Linked DNA regions of Oryzias latipes: region 1 is linked to region 2. Evidence: chromatin contacts called from public Hi-C data. All regions are on one chromosome and are shown on one strand. The core of a region is the stretch at or near the end of the contact, and the rest is flanking DNA. Distances in the headings are between cores, read along the strand shown. Region 1 holds the start of LOC101165591 (glucagon family neuropeptides). Region 2 holds the start of LOC101162075 (EMILIN-2).

The links. Hi-C and Micro-C count contacts between places; a contact is called where the count stands out from the background.
Region 1: a Hi-C map of embryo shows a contact between it and region 2, with 2.2 times the contacts expected there. The contact joins the promoter of LOC101165591 here to the promoter of LOC101162075 in region 2. A contact is called at or near these places in 2 of 5 Hi-C or Micro-C datasets (both in embryo).

What each region holds. Positions count from the first base shown.
Region 1 is chr17:29,677,159-29,679,858 of ASM223467v1, reverse strand. It overlaps LOC101165591 (glucagon family neuropeptides), which reads left to right and starts at 1,388. Exons shown (of 4, transcript XM_004079449.4): 1 at 1,388-1,672; 2 at 1,949-2,053. The coding sequence starts at 1,950.
Region 2 is chr17:29,488,352-29,491,145 of ASM223467v1, reverse strand. It overlaps LOC101162075 (EMILIN-2), which reads left to right and starts at 1,307. Exons shown (of 9, transcript XM_023965199.1): 1 at 1,307-1,564; 2 at 1,983-2,108. The coding sequence starts at 1,425. It overlaps LOC110016927 (a long non-coding RNA gene), which reads right to left and starts at 1,001. Exons shown (of 5, transcript XR_002292245.1): 1 at 866-1,001; 2 at 542-764.

The DNA.
Region 1 (2,700 bases), core at 139-2,638, 190 kb before region 2:
CCGGTGGAGCAGCGTTGCCTGCTTTCTAACTGACGCTGATCGGCTCGGACATTTGTTATGCGTTCAGGTGCGTTGCATTGCGTGGCTTGATGCTGCCGGTTCCCGCGCGGTCCGGAGCGCCTCCGTGGTCCTGAACTTCAGCAGAGTCTCGTCACGTTTCGTTCCCCGCCTCATGATGGCGCCGTTCGCTCAGACTACCGAGCCGTGACTGTGCCGGTGGCGGCGGGAGGCCTAATATTAGCATTCCGCTTCAGTTCAAACACATGGAGTATAAGTTGTGCCTAGGAATCACGTCAAACTTAAAATAAATAATTACATAAATAAAAAGCCCAGCCCCCCCCCCTCCCTCCCCCTTATCGTGACCGGTGCTGTTCGTCATTTTGCGTCAGCCACAACTGAGCGCAGACTCCAACTCTCTCCTGATTGGTGAACTCGTCAATTGGCTGCAGAGCTTTAGGTATGATTCAGATTCAGGTTTGCTGAAAGAAAAGGTTTGCTGATGTGAAGATGAGCCAGTGAAGGTTAAACTCCTCGCCGTATCAAACGACACCATTGTTTAAGTTAAAAGGCGCGTGGGGCTCCTTTCATCTCCTTTAAATGTACTTTGTCTTTGTTTTATAGCTTTTCACCATAAAATGAGGCCTTTTTCAACAAAGAAACACAAAGTTAGACCTTTATGTCTGGATGAATCCATCCAATCATTAGATTCACCGACTAACCTAGTTAAAAATGATTACATAGGTGTGTTTTCTTCAAACACACGTGGACTGAAAGCCGCCTGAAGCTGCATCCTGCGTCACCATCCTCACATCAGATGACGTTCACCCTTATTCCAACAGCAGTCTACCCTATAGGGCTACTATGGCGAGGCCGGTAAAGCCTGTCCTCATTATCCATCGGGGAAATGATGGGAAATGCTCGGAAAAAGTGGACTGGCAGCCACGCAACTCGAGAGGAGCCGTTTCAGCACCGGACAGCTCCCGCGCGCTCCCCTGAGGCCTCCGAGCTGCCGGGCGGAAGCCTGAGCCACCTCCATCAGCCACGGCCACATGAAACCACCAGTGGCAAAACAGACAACATCCACCCCCCACCCCCCACCACCAACCCCCACAACAACCATTAGAGGCTAATTGCGCCAAACGGTGACGCGCGGGGAAAAAGCCACAAGTTGACCGATTCTGAAGGTTTCTGCTCAATAAAGGAAGAAGAAAGTTTGAGGATGAACTTCCATGTTGGGAGGGAGGAGGAGGAGGAGGAGGGGTGACGGGTGCAACGAAGAGGAAGGAATCGTACTATTATATTCCGGGAGGAAGACTTGATGACGTCTGTTGCATATTTAATGTGACTTGGTAAAGGGAGGAGGGGGCAAGGCTTAAGATTCAAGAATAAAAATCCAAGGCTTCCACGGCGCAGGACAAAAGTTTTTTAGCCACGATGTGTGAGCGAACCTAGAGCGCACCTCCCCGAGTCGACGAGCTGTGGTCTGAAGCTTCACCCCCTTCTGAGTCTAAAAGTGAGACGATCTGCACTGAGGGCATCAGACGGAGGCGCTTCAGCCACGAAAGAAGTGCCAGAGAGAAAGACTGAGAGCGTCTCTCTCAGACACTCTACACCACAGCCGCGCCCGGATCGCATCCAGAGTACTGCTCTGTCTGTCCTCCGCTAGACTGAGGTACGCGTTTGGTCTGCGGAAAGCAAGGCAACACGTTCAAGTAAAGACGTCTTTTTTGGGGGAAGATCTACATTCATTATTGTCCAGTTGGATTTGGGTCTGTGACGCGGCGAAACTTTAATGAAAGGATGAGAAAAATGTAAAATTATGGGGTTCGAAATGTTTCGTTTGTTCATTCTGACACTTAAATATTTGTTGGAAAGAAGTAATCTGAGAATCTTCAAGATTTCCGGGTATTTTTTTTATCAGACTAATATTTTTTCCCTTTCTCCACAGCATGGCCAGTTCGAGTAAAGTGACTTTAATTTTGCTCATCTACGGAATCTTAATGCACTACAGCGTCTTCTGCTCACCTATAGGACTAAGTTACCCCAAGATCAGGTAGGTTTGATCTTTTCTGTCAGAGTATTTCGTTTAGTTGCTAAACTCCCATTCCGTTGATTTTTTTTTTTTTGCCGACTTGTTTATCCATCAAAAATACAACACTTTACTTAAAGGAAATGCGCGCATTTTGATGATCGCTGGATGGAAATGAGTTGGCGCAGCGTGGAAAATATCTATGGAAATGTTGTGCATGGAGGCACGCGTCCGATGGGACCGTTCACAGAACTCCCCTTGTTAAAAATGAGAGCGCATTCGGTGCAGCGGATAGCCCATGGGATGACGGTGGACTGGCGTCACCAAGGAGAGGCGAGGCGAAACGAATGAGCAGCGCGCAGTCCCTTTACATTTATTCCATTTATTCTCCTCTGAAAAAGAAGAATTTGGGCGTGGCTCCTATTGATTAACGATCCTCTGCTATTTTCAGGAATCTTTTAATACATTTCATGGATCCACGCCCACAGCGCGCGCGTCTTCACACCCATTGTGTCAGTTTTAAATAATAAATTAAGCTGATGCTTTGATTCCTTATCTATGGGAAATTCATTTGTTCTTGTTTTTGGACTAAAAAGTACGATAAAAAATTAAAAACACGCGTGCGTAAAATGAATCTAAATACTTTATTTTTAATGAAAAAAATGAAATGA
Region 2 (2,794 bases), core at 58-2,557:
AGCGTTCAGCAGACCACCGCTAAAAAGTGGGCGTGTCTGTTACTTTGTGATGTCACAATGTGAGGACCCACTCATTTTTGTGGATTTTAGTTTTTTTTTCTATAAATTGCACAGGAGCAGATGAAAAAATACCATTTAAAAAAAGATCGTAGGTGTGACGTAGAAAATATATTGTGTGGGGCCACAGTCTTCATGCTCCGCCCCTTTCTGATGCCTCCACTTGCAAACAGATCCATGAACGTCTTTGTTTTCCGGGTCCGAGTTGGAATCTGGATCAGAACTGGACGGATGGAGAGCTCCGATATTCCTGGCATTTTGGTTTTTTTTGCTCTCGGCGCTCTCAGCAACAGCTAGGGGTTATTCCCAGCTAAAATTTTAATGAAGTCCCACCGCTCTGCAGAAACTATGTCTTAACGACGACAGGTTTTCTAAAATTTTGGCTAAAAACGGCATGATCGTAGATAAAAGACCACCGGGAAGGCTCTAAAGACGATGGGAAGAGCTGATGGTGTGGACAGCATTACTGAGGTATTAACTGTACCTGCCAAGCCAGTCGGCGTCAGCTCCTTGACAGAGTTGCTGCTGACTGATGAAACAGCACAGCGTTATTCTTAGAGCCTGATCTGACAGCAGGTCAAAGCTTTATCTGCTGTAAAAGGTTTCCTGGGTGAGAATGGATTTCGTGCCTTCGCGCAGCTCTCCGGCATCCCTCTGAATCCTCCGTGCTCTTCATTTATCTCTCCTGCAGTCGCCGCCTGATGGATCTGTCAGATCATGATGAGACATCTCAATAATCTCTGCTCTGAAGAAACAGGCAAACCGCTTCAGGTCATCTCACTGAAATCATTTCACATCCCTGCCTCACCTGTGTTTGTGCAGGAGCTCCTCTGAATGTCTGCCTGAAGAGCTGCAGAGCTCAAGCTCCACTGGGGTTTCAATTCTTGCAGTTAAGAAATCAGCAAATTGCTCAGTTGAGCAGAAACGTTGAGGGTTTGCTGTGTTTTCCCTGAACAGGCCTGGCAGCGGGGCAGCCTGCATGCAAATGAGGCGCTGCTGCCCCCCTGCATGCACAAGACTCATTCAGAGGAGATTAGGCCGCTTTTCATCGGTGGGGGGTGACTTATTGGTTGATGAATGACTGGATATGTAAATAAATTAATCCCCACGTGTTTGAAATCCCTTTAAAACCTCCGTTTTTCTAAGAAACGCTGTAAAAAGTGGGAGCAGCAGTTCGGGAGGAGGGTGTGGGCCCCGGACGTCACTCCAAGGGAGTTGCAGGGAAAGCGGACTTCCCCAAAGTTGACTTGTGGTGGAGTTGGGTCAGTCACGGAGGCGATGCGCTCCTGGCGTCCGGACGTAGCGAACCAGCCGGAACTTTCTCCGTTTCTGCCCTAGAAAAGCGCGCGTCGCGGCGTTGGTTCGGGATGAGGCGCCTGGGCGCAAGGATGAGCGACTGCGGGACGCTTTTCACGCTCCTCCTGAACCTCCAGCTGGCTCACGCGCTGTCCTCCTCCTCCACTCCGGGTTCCGCGCACAGCGGGCCCCTCCACAGACACAGGAATAGGTACGTTTGCGGGGTGGGGGGACTGAATCTTTTAAGGCTGTTTTCTGGACTACGGGGGGATTTTTTCCCCTGCGCGCTTTTGTGGCGCAGCCGCCAACAAAAGCGTTCCAAACTTCGCCCACAGTGACCCCCCTCCCGGGTCTGCGAAGAGTCGAGGAGACTCTGCAGACGCCTGTCAGGCCATATTGGTCCCGGGGTTTTCAAGTGCTGGTGGGGCTGATAAGATTCAGAAAGTGCCCGGCCTGTTTGTGATGAGAGTTTTCAGGAGCCGCCTGGAAGAATGTGGAGAAAGGAGGCGGCCTCTGCGCACGTGGAACTCATTATGATACCTTTCTCCAGCTGTTTCCGGTGGCAGCGCGGTGTGGGGCTCAAGCAGCCTCAGTATTCTTCTTGTTGATGTGTGCCCCCCCCCCTTCAGGAACTGGTGCGCATATGTGGTGCAGAGGAACGTGAGCTGCGTCGTGCAGGGGAGTGCCGAGCGCCTGCAAGAGCCCGTGCTGGCCCCCTGCCCGCCCTACCAGCCCCACTGCCAGCAACAAGTGACGTGAGCATCCGGGTAGCGTGCATGGGGGGGGCTCTTTATTAGATGCAGTTGATCCAAAATGTGTTGGGAGTGGGCACACACATTGTCAGTGGGTTAAAGTTGGCAAAACGGACAAACGTGCAGCAATAAAGCAGAACCAGAACTCACGCACTTCAGTTACACAATGTTTATAGCAGTAAAACCCAAACAACACAACATGTGTGGGACTACCTGCACTATTACAAACTGGAACTAGACAGAAAAATCTATTTTTTTTTCTCCCAGTTATGTGAGGAATGCATTGAACTGGTCAGTGATTAACCTACAGTTCATCATCTCCTGATAAGAGCGGCGAGAATCAATCAATCCTTCCATCAAGTGTTCACTTTCACTGATTATCAGAGTTTTTGTGAAACTTACTGTACAGGTTAGTAGTTCATCTGCAAAAAACACCTAAGGTATTTGATGTATCTACAATATTTACGATTTTTGCAGCAATTCAATCAACTCATTTTTTAAATTCATGATTATACAAATTATAGAAACGTTATCAAAATCTTTTTGAAACTTTTACAATATTCAAAACCGTTTTGTCCCACTGAAATTCAAATAGTATTCATCACATCTATATGCGTTCATAGTACAATACGTAGTGAAATGTATTGTACGACTGTCCATCAGAGTACAAGGCCTAAAGTGGGCGTAAG